Regions from separate parts of the Gossypium hirsutum genome. Here region 1 is linked to region 2. A link is a contact called in public Hi-C data. All regions are on one chromosome and are shown on one strand. Each heading gives the region's core, a stretch centred on a gene start, on an enhancer-like site or on the middle of the called end of the contact. The rest is flanking DNA. Distances are from core to core; before and after follow the strand shown. Region 1 has its middle 6.5 kb from the start of LOC121212459. Region 2 has its middle 16 kb from the start of LOC107893671.

Region 1 (5,708 bases), core at 827-3,326, 85 kb after region 2:
AAAGATGGCGTTGAATCAAGGTGGAAATTGTTAGAGTTGTGTGATCCAAATTCTAATATTTTTTTTTCTAGAAGATTTAGTATTTATTAGATATTTAGCATTTATTAGTATAGTTTATTTGACTTGCTATTTTTCCTATAAATAGGGTCTTTTACAACCTTAGAAAATACACCCATTAGATATTAGAACCATAACACATTTAGAGAATTTTGTGTTTACGTTTTGAGGGCTCTTTGTTTTCGGGTTTTCGGGGTTTAGTTTTTATCTCCATTTTTGTACTCTTCGTTCTTTTGCCAATATAGTATAATTATCTTTACCCGTGATTTTTTTATTCTCTTTGGAGGAGTTTTTCCATATTAAATTTGTGTGTTCAATTTCTCAATTTATTCTGTTATTTTTACTTGTTCGTTGCTTAAATCAGGTGGATCCTAACATCACCCTTATTATTATTGTTATTATTATTATTTGTATATCATATGTTTGGGATTTACTAACTATATTTCTTTTTTTAATTTTTATTTTAAAGAAGATTTTAATTTTAAAAAATATTCACTCTTAATGTTGGGGTGTTAAATTTTATCAATACTTCAATCACGATACAAGAACTCTCATATAAATAGAGTTTAAAAAACCCCACAAATTCATTAATACTAACTCCTACACAAAAATATTAAAATTAGTGGAATTATTTAATTTGACGATTACATAATCCAATTAAGATTAAGTAGACCACCAAAATTACATCAAAAACATTCTTTTAAAATAGTACATCACTTGGGCATTCAAATACAAATTATAAGGTTCGATATTATAACCTCCAACATGGAAAAGGCCCGCCACTATCAGAGTTGGTGGAACATTTTACATCAGTTTGTTTGGAGAAATATATAAACTTAGCTTAGCTGGGAGCTAGCTGAACAAATCAAATCATACTAAATTATGAACATGTTAATGATGGCAGGTTGGAAACCAAAGAAAAGAAAAACCCTAATTATTTTGCTGTCCTTCAAAGAATTGTGGATTTGATGAGTATTATTTTTTAAACAATTGTGCATACAATTACATCTAAAATGTTAAACAACTTTGATTTTAAGGAAATTCTTTTGCCTACTTAATTACTTATTCTTTCGATTTTTCTCTAATTTAAGAAGTTAATTACGACTATCCAAAGTTGATGGTACAATGCCTAGATGCTTACTTAATCATTAATGTTATAACCACAATGCAATAATAAGCTATCATTATAGTATCTATATGCCCAAGTTGAGTAGAGAAAACAAATTTCCTTTTAGAGGGAAAAGAAAAAAGCATAATTTCTCATAAGGTGAAAAAAATTTCTTTTGTACCTAACAAAGAGCACAATCCTGTTGTCTGCCATATGTAGCCAATAATTTCAACTTGTAGTATATTGTTTCCCTTGTGATTTAAACACTAATCACCTAGCTAATTATTTGTCTAATTACCATAATCTCTTAATTTCTATATATGAAACCAACAATATGTATTTGATATTAATGACCAAACTAGTCTAATCCAATCCATGATTAAGTTGGAAAATTCCATTGGAATAATCTCAAGTTATTATTTTTTTTAGGTTTTATGTCTCAATCAAGTTTTTTATTTTCATAACAATGTTTCGTATGGAAATGAATAAATGCCTATTTGGAAGAGTTGAACTTTATGACTTGATTCTCTTGCAAGTTGGATGTGAGTAGTGTCTACTTAGAAAAATTTAACATTGATCTAAATTAATGTAGTTAGACGATTTATAAAATGTAGGTTTAGAAATTGCGATGATTTAAAATTAAATTATATTATATTTTTTATTTAACATATAATTAATTTTTAATTTTTTATGATTTAAAAATTAAAAAAAAAGCAATATTAATATGTGGAAGGGGGATGTTGGAAAAACAAAACCGATAATTTAGAAAATTAAAAGGCGTTTCTCAAAAAAAGAAAAGAAAAGAAAACGGTGATGTTGAAAACCACGTGCAATGTTGTAAACAAAGAGTGGCCCAGATTAATGGGAGGCCCATTTCAGGATGAGTTGGGTTGAATGTTTGGTGCCTATCACACGATAAATTCACCCACATTTTTCACGTCTCCTATCCTATGGCTTAGCTATAAAAATAAATGGTCCAATGCCATCTAACTACGCTTTATGGCAATTTATAAAGAGAACACTACGTAACCCACACCCATGAAATAGATAGCTCTATATAGCAAAAAGGAAGATATAATAATGATATCATTAAAAGGAAACTTAATGGAGTAAATGTGGTGAATTATTATTATTATTATTTTTGAATTATAAGAGTAGGGTAAAGTCCTAACAATAACGTAATTAGCGCAATTCAAACTCAAGTCACACCTAGGGCAGTGAATATCTTGGCCATCAAGCCAACGCATAAGGTTCATGGTGAATTACTCTTTGGGATGTGATAAATAAGATAAAATATATAAAAAATAGATATACGAAAGTTTTTTAATTTCATGTTAAAAGTTTGGATTTAATATATAAAAATAAAGTGTCAAGTACAATGGTAAAATACATTATACTCTTAAGGAGAATTAAATCCTAATATAGGAAATGTAAACATGAACTTCGTAAAGATTAAACTTTATAAACTCTAAAATAGACATGATAAATACTTTAATTATACTAAAGAAAAAGTTTGGGTTTAGATTTCTCTAGTTATGGCTAGAGGTGAAGCTAAAAATATTTCTGGGGGATCGGAATTAAATTATATATTTTTATGATAATAAAAGTGCAATCTTACTATTTTAATAGTCTATATCTTTATAATTTTTAAAAAATTAAATCAAAATTTTATCATTTTTAGAAAGGTCAAGACTTCTAGCAACATCCATAACTCTATCTTGAATTATGACAATTTTTTTCTATAAAAGCGATGCAATGTAATTTGATAATATTAAATACTATAAATAAATAAAAACTAATGTTAAATCAATTTGACTTAGAACAAAATTTCTCAAAATATTTCATGCTATGAATTTATCCATTGAAAAATCTCCAAAATCTCCACCTCAGAATTAAGATTTTTAAAACCTAACCTAGAAAGATAAAAGTTAAGATACTTTGAAAAAAGGGTCATTTTCTGGCTAATTGAATCCAGCTCCACATCACAATAACTAAGGTCATCCACCCAAAACAAAAACGAAAGCTTAGAAGTGTTTTAATGACAGGCAGAGTAATGATGTTGTAAAGCACTAAAATGATCTTTAAATACAAAGCAAAACCCATTTGAAATAGTTCAGTTTAAACAACCCTAATAGCTATAAATGCAGGCTGGGACTTCTTTCCAATAAAAGAAGCAATAATCTGTTAGTATATAACACCAAGTTCTTAGGTAGGTTGCCAATTAATTGAACCAAGTTGATTATTTTTGCTTATGAATAGTCTTACATGTAGCCTATAGGGGCCAATATGTTTGCTCAACTGCTTTGAATTATATATATGTGCATTTTGATTTGGACTTCATTTCCCTTTCTCTTGTATGGCCTAAGACTGAGTTTTTTTTTCTTTCTCTTTTCAATGTGGGGTAACCAATTTGAATTCAAGCTTCATATCGGATATGTTATGTATCTCTTATCAGGTTCATTTGGGTAATTGTCAAAAACTTATCCCCATTATTTCTTTGGCCAATATGAAAAAAATTTATGCCTTTTGACTCATAAATATGATTTTTCCTTGCTTCCAAAAGCACATATACATGAATATAGATGAATTGGTGAAACATTTCTCTCTCCGTACTCAACACTTATACTTTAAATTTCACATTGATTATAAAACATTTTCATAGCTCGCACTTAAATTATAAATAACTGTTGATTTATTGATTATTTACAAAAGTTCTTTTAAAATTTCAGAATTATAGTTTAAATTTATTTATATCATAATATTTATTTTTTATTTTTTATATATAGTAATATATATTATTATTTATATATAATAGTTTATATTATATGAAAGAGAAATGTTTGCACCATAAAAGTGTCTGATTTCTTCACTATTTAAATATATTTTTTTAAAATTTCTTCATTTAAAGAAATTCATGAGAGAGGACTATAGATTAAAGTTATTTATATTATATATATAATAATATATATTATTTATGATTTTTTTATATCATAATATATATTATATTAAAATGTTTTGGCTACATAATGAAATGCATGTAATGTTTATATTACAGTTTTTATAAATCTCACATTGTCTTAGAAAACTCTTATAGTTCACACTTACACTATAAATTATAAATAAGTGTTAATTTCTTCACCATTTACATAAGTTCTTTAAAGTTTCTTTATTTGAAGAAATTTATAAGAGAGGACATATAGTTTAAATTTATTTATATATCATGTTAGAATTAAGTGACTCGAATTCTTGTTTAAATAAAATACAGTGGTAAAACAAAATAAAAGTAAAATTCCTATAAAACTACACTTCTTTTATTTTATTTTAGAATAAGGTTTTTTAAACCTTATTAAACTTCATCTATTTGATATTGATTATAATAAGGTGTTTCAATCTTACTACACTCCTATTAGAATATGATTTTACAAGCCTATAAATAGACATAGTATATTCCTCTTGTAATGATTAGAATTTGACATAGTGAATTTTCTTCTCCTCTGCCTATGGTTTTTTCCCAAAAGGGTTTCCACGTAAAATCTGTGTTCTTTATTTTTATTTCTATTTTTTTGCGATATATTGTCATTACTGACATTTTATTTATTCACAAATTGGTATCCGAGCTTCCGGATTGTTCATCTCAATCACGTAATGGCGTCTTTGAAGTATGAAATTCCGTTGTTGGATTGCAACACCAGATTCGCATTGTGGCAGAAAAAGATGCAGACAGTTCTTGCACAGATGGACTTAGAGGAAGCCCTGCTAGGGGTAGATAATATGCCTTCAACATTGATAGAGGAAGAGAAGAAGCGCAAGGATCGAAAAGCGTTAACACAGTTACATCTACATTTCTCTAACGAAATTTTACAGGATGTGATGAAGGAGAAGATCGCCGCTAGATTATGGAATAGGCTGGAACAAATATGTATGTCAAAAACTCTAACCAGCAAGTTGCATATAAAGTAGCGTCTTTATGCTCATCGTTTGGAGAAGGTGCGTCTGTGCACGAATACTTAATAGTGTTTAAAGAAATTCTCTCAAACTTGGAGGCCATGAAGGTCCAGCATGATAAGGAAGATCTAGGGTTGATTCTACTTTGTTCGTTACCCCCGTCTTATTCAACCTTTAGAGACACGATTTTATATAGCTGCAAGTCTCTCACAGTTGATGAGGTTTATGATTATTTGGCCTCGTATGATAAGATGAAGCATCTTGTGGTTAAAACTAACTCTCAGGGAGAGGGTCTTATTGTTCGTGGGAGACAAGATTGGAATGTTGATGATGATCGTGGAAGGACACATGAACAGAATCCTCGCGGTAAATCTAAGGGTAGATCGAAGTCTTCAAATAAAGTTAAAACTTGTAACTTCTGCAATAAGAAAGGGTACATTAAATCTGAGTGCTATAAGCTATAGAATAAGATCAAAAGGGAGGCTGTGAATCAAAAGGGGAAACAACCAGAAAATTTCGGTGAAGCTGATGTTGGAGAAGACTACAGTGATGGTGAACTTCTAGTCGCTTCTGTCAACAATTATAAAGTGAGTGAGTG
Region 2 (5,893 bases), core at 1,517-4,016:
CCAGAAAGCTCACAAAAGTTGTTCAGAAAATCCTTCAGAAGGCCACTATGAACTAAATCAGCTTGGCTAAAAATCACCAGGTCATCTGCAAAGAAAAGATGCGATAAATTTGGACCTATGCGCGATAGTCGAACGGGGCTCCACTCCTTTGCCAAAATGCTCTGGTGAAATCTATGCCCCAACCATTCCATACAGAGAACAAAGAGATAGGGTGACAGTGGACAACCTTGCCGGATACCTCTCACTGGCTTAAACTTTTGAGTTGGCTCACTATTCCAAAGTACCTGCAAAGAGGATGAAGATATAGCATTCATAATAACTTTCACTAAATGACAAGGAATACCTGCTGCATTGAGAGAGGCTTCGACAAAATCCCATCTGACTTTATCGTAAGCCTTTTCCAAATCAATCTTGACAGCCATCCATTGAAGTCTCTTTTTAGACCGCATAGAATGTAAAACTTCCTGAGCAATAATGATGTTGTCAATAATGCTTCTTCCTACAATGAAGCCTGCTTGTTCTTGCCCGATAATCTTTGGAAAAATAGACTTAAACTTATTAGCAATGTCTTTCATTACTAATTTATACAACACTGAGCAAAGGCTGATGGGTCGGAAGTGAGAAAAAGTTTCTGGACTTTTTACTTTGGGAATTAACACAATAAGAGTGTTATTAAACTCTGGTTCGATGTCTCCCCCTTCGAAAATATTCTTGACCCACTCACAGATGGCATCTCCAATATTATCCCATTGATTTTGGAAGAAAGCAGCCTGAAAACCATCGCTACCTTGGGCTTTCAATGGTGCCATATCGAAAAGTGCAATTCTTATTTCCTCATTCATAACATTTCTATTGAGAAAATCAGCGTCTTCAGTGCTAAGACTAGGAAAAGCGCTGGGAGGAATAGTACCTAGTGATCTTGGATTTTCCCCGTAAAGCTTTTGGAAAAACTGAGCCGCTTCAGTTTTGAGTGTCTCAGGATCAAAATTCCAATCTCCATTGGTATCACGTAAAGCAGTGATTTTATTAAAATTCCTCCTCTGAACAGTGCGCCTATGAAAATAACTTGTGTTACGGTCACCCAATTTCAGCCACTCACATCTGGATTTTTGCTTCCATAACATTTCCTCATGATGAAGAACATTTTCCAACTCCTCGCGAATCAAAATTTCCTGATGAAAAATAGATTTCAAACAAGAAAGGTCCAAAGCAAATTGAGTCTTAGAGAGCTGATGCATTAACTGCCTCTTCCTCTGATTAATATGGCCATAAACACATTTGTTCCAGTTTTTAAGCTTATCCGTTAAACGTACAATTGCACTAGTCATGTTACCATCAAAACACCAATTTTCCTTAACAAACTCAGAGAAATTTTGGTGGTGAAGGCAACCAGCTAAAAAACGGAAGGGACGATTAACACCAAGTCTATCGTTTTTAAAAAGGTTAAATAGAAGGGGGCGGTGATCTGACTTAATTCGAGGCAGATGGGACACCGAACAATTGGGAAATAATTCCATCCAAGAGTCATTGCCCACAGCCCTGTCCAATCTCTCAGAAAGATTACCCCGATGCTAAGTGAACGAAGGACCTTGGAAACCCAAATCATGCAGCTGAGCTCTATCCATAAAATTTCCAAATAACTGACACCTGCGACCTTTGATATGACCTCTTTTCTTATCATCGGAAGAGAGAATGGCATTAAAATCTCCAATTGCCATCCAATGATCCTTTCCAATGGGAATTGAGCAGCTAAGATCATTCCACAAGACCTTCCTTCGCATTTTATCAGGGCTCCCATAAACGAAAGCAACCAAAATCGGCTTAGGAATTAATATAGAATAGATACGGGCCAAAATAAATTGAGTGTGGTTACCTACCACCTTTAAATCAATCGAATCTTTCCATCCAATCCAGATACCTCCAGAGAAGCTTACGGCTTCCACACGGTGAGACTTATCCTAGCCCAACTTTGTAATAATTTTGTCAGCTTTGTTTCCACTAATTCTTGGCTCAAGTAAACTAATGATATTAGGCTTATGCTGATTATTGTACTCACGAAAAGCTCGTAAAAACTTATCTGATGCACATCCCTGTACATTCTAAGATAAAATAGACAAATTCATAATAAAATAAAAGATAAAAGAAAGACAAACTTATCTTATTGATGAACAGAATGAGGGAACTCTACTTCCTTGCCAGACTTCTCTGTTAAATCCATGACTGATTTCCCATCAATTTCTGAAGCGATAAGTTCCGCTGCTCTCTTCATAGAATCTGCAAAAGGAACACGAATATTCTCAGAATATTTAAAATAACTCCCTGGTCCTTTTAAAGTTTTATTCAGCTTCCATCCTCTTTTGGAACCAGTCCCTTTAGTATACTGGCCCTTAAAAACCTTTTTGGATAAATTAATTTCGGTCGAATGTCTGCCCCTCAATTGCTCAGTCGTATTCTCTGTAGGACTTCTATTAGAAAACACGGCTGCCGAGTGATTTTTGGCATCCAAAACACCTTCCTTCACGTCCACATTGACAAAAGAGGTCTCCTCGAAAGCAGGGTTGAAATGCACAATATGGTTCACTGGATTTAATGTCCTATTGTTAGCGTCATTGATTATCGAGGGGATATCCGAAGTACTTAAAGCTTTGGCAGAAACTGTAGCAGCTATGTTCGAATTTTGGGCCTCCTGCTGTAACCCACCACAACCATTACTATCCGTCTGGTCTTTATCGGTCGAAGAGGACAAATTCAAAACCATCTTGGACATTTGTTGATCCTGGCCCATAGAAGGCTGACTCGTGGTCTGAAACACAGAACGGGTAGTGGGCTGGAGGGCACGTGCCTGCCCTTTAAAAGAACTATCCACCGACACACCTGAATTGACACTCTTCGAAACATTAGCAACAGATTTCCTGCCCGTTGGTGTCATAATTAGAGAAGCATTTAAGGGAGCTTTCCCTTTATTCTTCAGATTTGATTGTGGTTCCTTAATTATTTCTTCTACCGAAGGCACCTCCTCCAAATCTGCAAGAGATTGGAACCGTGATCCCAGATTTTTCTCTCCTTTCAAATTATTGCCTTTTTTAGAAACCTCCAGATTGCCGCGCTTGGACTTTCTCTCCACCAGCATCCAAGGCCCGTAAGCTTCTTCTCCGGCCACCACATTAGTACTCGAATCATGGCCCGACGACTCACCCTTCTCATTTTCCCCTGATCTTTGTGTGATCATTGAACAGGATTCTTTAGTGTGACCATAACAACCACAATTAAAACATACCACAGGTAAGTTTTCATACTCAATCCTCTGAGGGTTACCATTAATAAAGATTTTAGAGACTAACGGCCGTCCCAGATTGACAAGCACTGCCATACGAGCATAACGACCCCTTGCTCTACTATCCGTGTTCGTATCCAATTTGGTGACTTTCCCTATCAAGCCTCCTATCTCTATAAGTATCTGTTTTTTATAAAAATGACTAGGTAACCCAGGAAAGCGAATCCAAGTAAGGACCTAATTTGGGTAGGGCAAATTGGGATTGAAATCAATCGTCTAAGGCTGGACCGTAAGATAATGACCGAAAATAACCCACGGTCCCTGAGAAAGAATTTTGTTGTAATCTGCAGTAGTCTCAAATTTTGCAAGATAGTAGCCATTTTCTGTATCCATTAATTGAAAAGGCTTAGCCGGCTTCCATATTCCATATAATCTATTTTGCAGGGTCGTAATTCCAAGGTTCCTTCCCAGCATCTTAAGAACCACCGAGGTTGACATTTCCTTTTCCAGAAGTTGATAGACTCTCTCCGAGAAATCAATTGAGGGAACTCCATCAATACAATATTTCTTGACATCCTGCTTTGTAAGGGCGAAACTATCTGCAGAGCACTGGTCCTCAGACGTGTTATTTAGATCTAAAGTTTCCTTCCCCACTAACATATCCTTCCAAGACAACGAAGGCTCTGGTAGTGGATCTACCACCATAACATCATCAGAAGACACATCCGATTCCTTAAATCTGACCTTCTTAGTATTAGAATCATCAAGGAAAGGGATATCCTCTCTGATCTTGTTTGCACTTTCAACCACAGAAGACGACAGCATTCTTACCAAAAAAAAAAAACTTTTAATTGATACAAATACGTTAAATCATATATATTTTAAAACTTTTTTAAAGCAATATATATATATATACTTTAGTATGATAAATTTGAATCATTAATTAACTTATTTATGTCTCAAAATTATTATTTTAGAAAATTTTAAATTTTAAATTTTAACTTTCTTTACATATTCTTTAGAATTTTTTTTATAAATTTTGGATTTTTTATAAATATTTTGAATTTTGAAAATTATTTGAATTCTTTTTTTGTAATTTTTATTGGGAGAGATTAATTTGTTCATTTTTAAATTTGACAGGGACCAAAAGAGTATTTATATCAATATGTTATTCGAATTGTAAAATTCAACTCGATTCAAACTTGAAACTCAAATTACTTATTTGAGTTCACTCGAAAAAATCGAATAACTTAATTCGATTAACTCAAAATTCAAATTTTTTATGATTTTTTCAAAACCCATCGAGTTTTGCTTACCCCTAACAATGAGAAGGTAAACAATTATATCATAGAAATGCAGTGATTAAAACATGAAATTTTACTTTTATTTCAAGGAATTTAATTTCATTATTTTAAGATTAAAAAATACAAGTTTAATTACTAATATCGTTAAAATTATTCTGTTAAATTTAGGTTTATTATAATGTTAATTTTTTGTTACGTGACTACTAAGTGAATATTCTTTTTTTTAAGATGTCACATTAGGAAATTTAATAAAAAAGGTTAATAATTAAATCCAAATTTTAAAATCGAAAAAGTAAAGGACTAAATTCTTAAAAATAGAAGTAAAATGATTAAATATCAAATATACAAAGAATACATGGAGTTGGAATATATTTTAACCAAATATAATTCCCAAATTATTGGAGAGCATTAGCCACTATAGCTTAATTCATGGCCGTAATCAATAGAGTTTTTTTGCCTGAATCTTTGGACTAGATTTGCTCCACTGCAATATTGTATTTTAACTCTTTTTAACTGCCTTAAATTGGTAGATTACCTAACTAGCTTATGATCCTTTAAAACAGACAAAAGATTTCCAACAACAACTACCCATTGGATTCGGTGAAGAACACTTTGAAAAACTCCTGGTCTGTAATAATTACGTTAAGAGGGTTCCAAAGATATATATAACTACATTTTCTTCTCATCAATTGAAGAAAGGGTAACAGACCAACATGAAGTAAAGAATAGGGTTAAATTTTAAATTGGTTCATGAACTTCAAAATGTTTTGTATGTGTCCTCAAATTACCAATATTGTATCAATCAAGTCTTTCTATCAACTTACTAGCCAATTTAAACCTTAAATGCTAGTTTGAATCCGATGTGGCGTATTTGGAAGAATCGAAACCTGTTCATCTTCCAAGATACTATTTGGAGTGCTGATGAAATTATTAAAATCTCTTATAGCTGGGCGAAATAATATTTATCCTCTTTACAGTTCTCATTCCATAAAGCACGAAGTCATCTTCACAATTGGCCCTTACCTAACAGCTGGGTGTGTTTGAGCACTGATAGTTCGATAAGATTTGACATGTCTTTTAACGGTTAAATTAATGATTTTAATAATGGAAGGACATGATTTATATAGCATCGATAGTTTGAGGATGTATTAGAATATTTTGAAGTTTAGGGCCCAATTTAGAATGAATGTCATAGTTTGGAGATGTCAGGTGAAATTTGGAGATCAATTTAAAATCTTGGTCATAATTTAAGGGTTGTGATGCAATTAACCTTAAATTTTTTTTATTTTTTTTAAAAGAGAGGTTGCTGAGGGAT

What was found. A called contact is a pair of places that touch in the nucleus more often than the background predicts.
Region 1: a contact with region 2 is called in a Hi-C map of leaf, with 1.9 times the contacts expected there. The contact joins two enhancer-like sites. A contact is called at or near these places in 6 of 34 Hi-C or Micro-C datasets (fibers and leaf).

What each region holds. Positions count from the first base shown.
Region 1 is chrA13:22,304,620-22,310,327 of Gossypium_hirsutum_v2.1, forward strand. No RefSeq gene overlaps it. Among protein-coding and RNA genes, the nearest start is that of LOC121212459, 6.5 kb to the left of the region's middle. Within about 2 kb of position 2,077, at least 3 of the 9 cell types and tissues checked have an H3K27ac peak or open chromatin away from gene starts, as enhancers often do. A contact at or near this core is called in leaf, where this site is marked.
Region 2 is chrA13:22,218,850-22,224,742 of Gossypium_hirsutum_v2.1, forward strand. No RefSeq gene overlaps it. Among protein-coding and RNA genes, the nearest start is that of LOC107893671, 16 kb to the left of the region's middle. Within about 2 kb of position 2,767, at least 9 of the 9 cell types and tissues checked have an H3K27ac peak or open chromatin away from gene starts, as enhancers often do. A contact at or near this core is called in leaf, where this site is marked.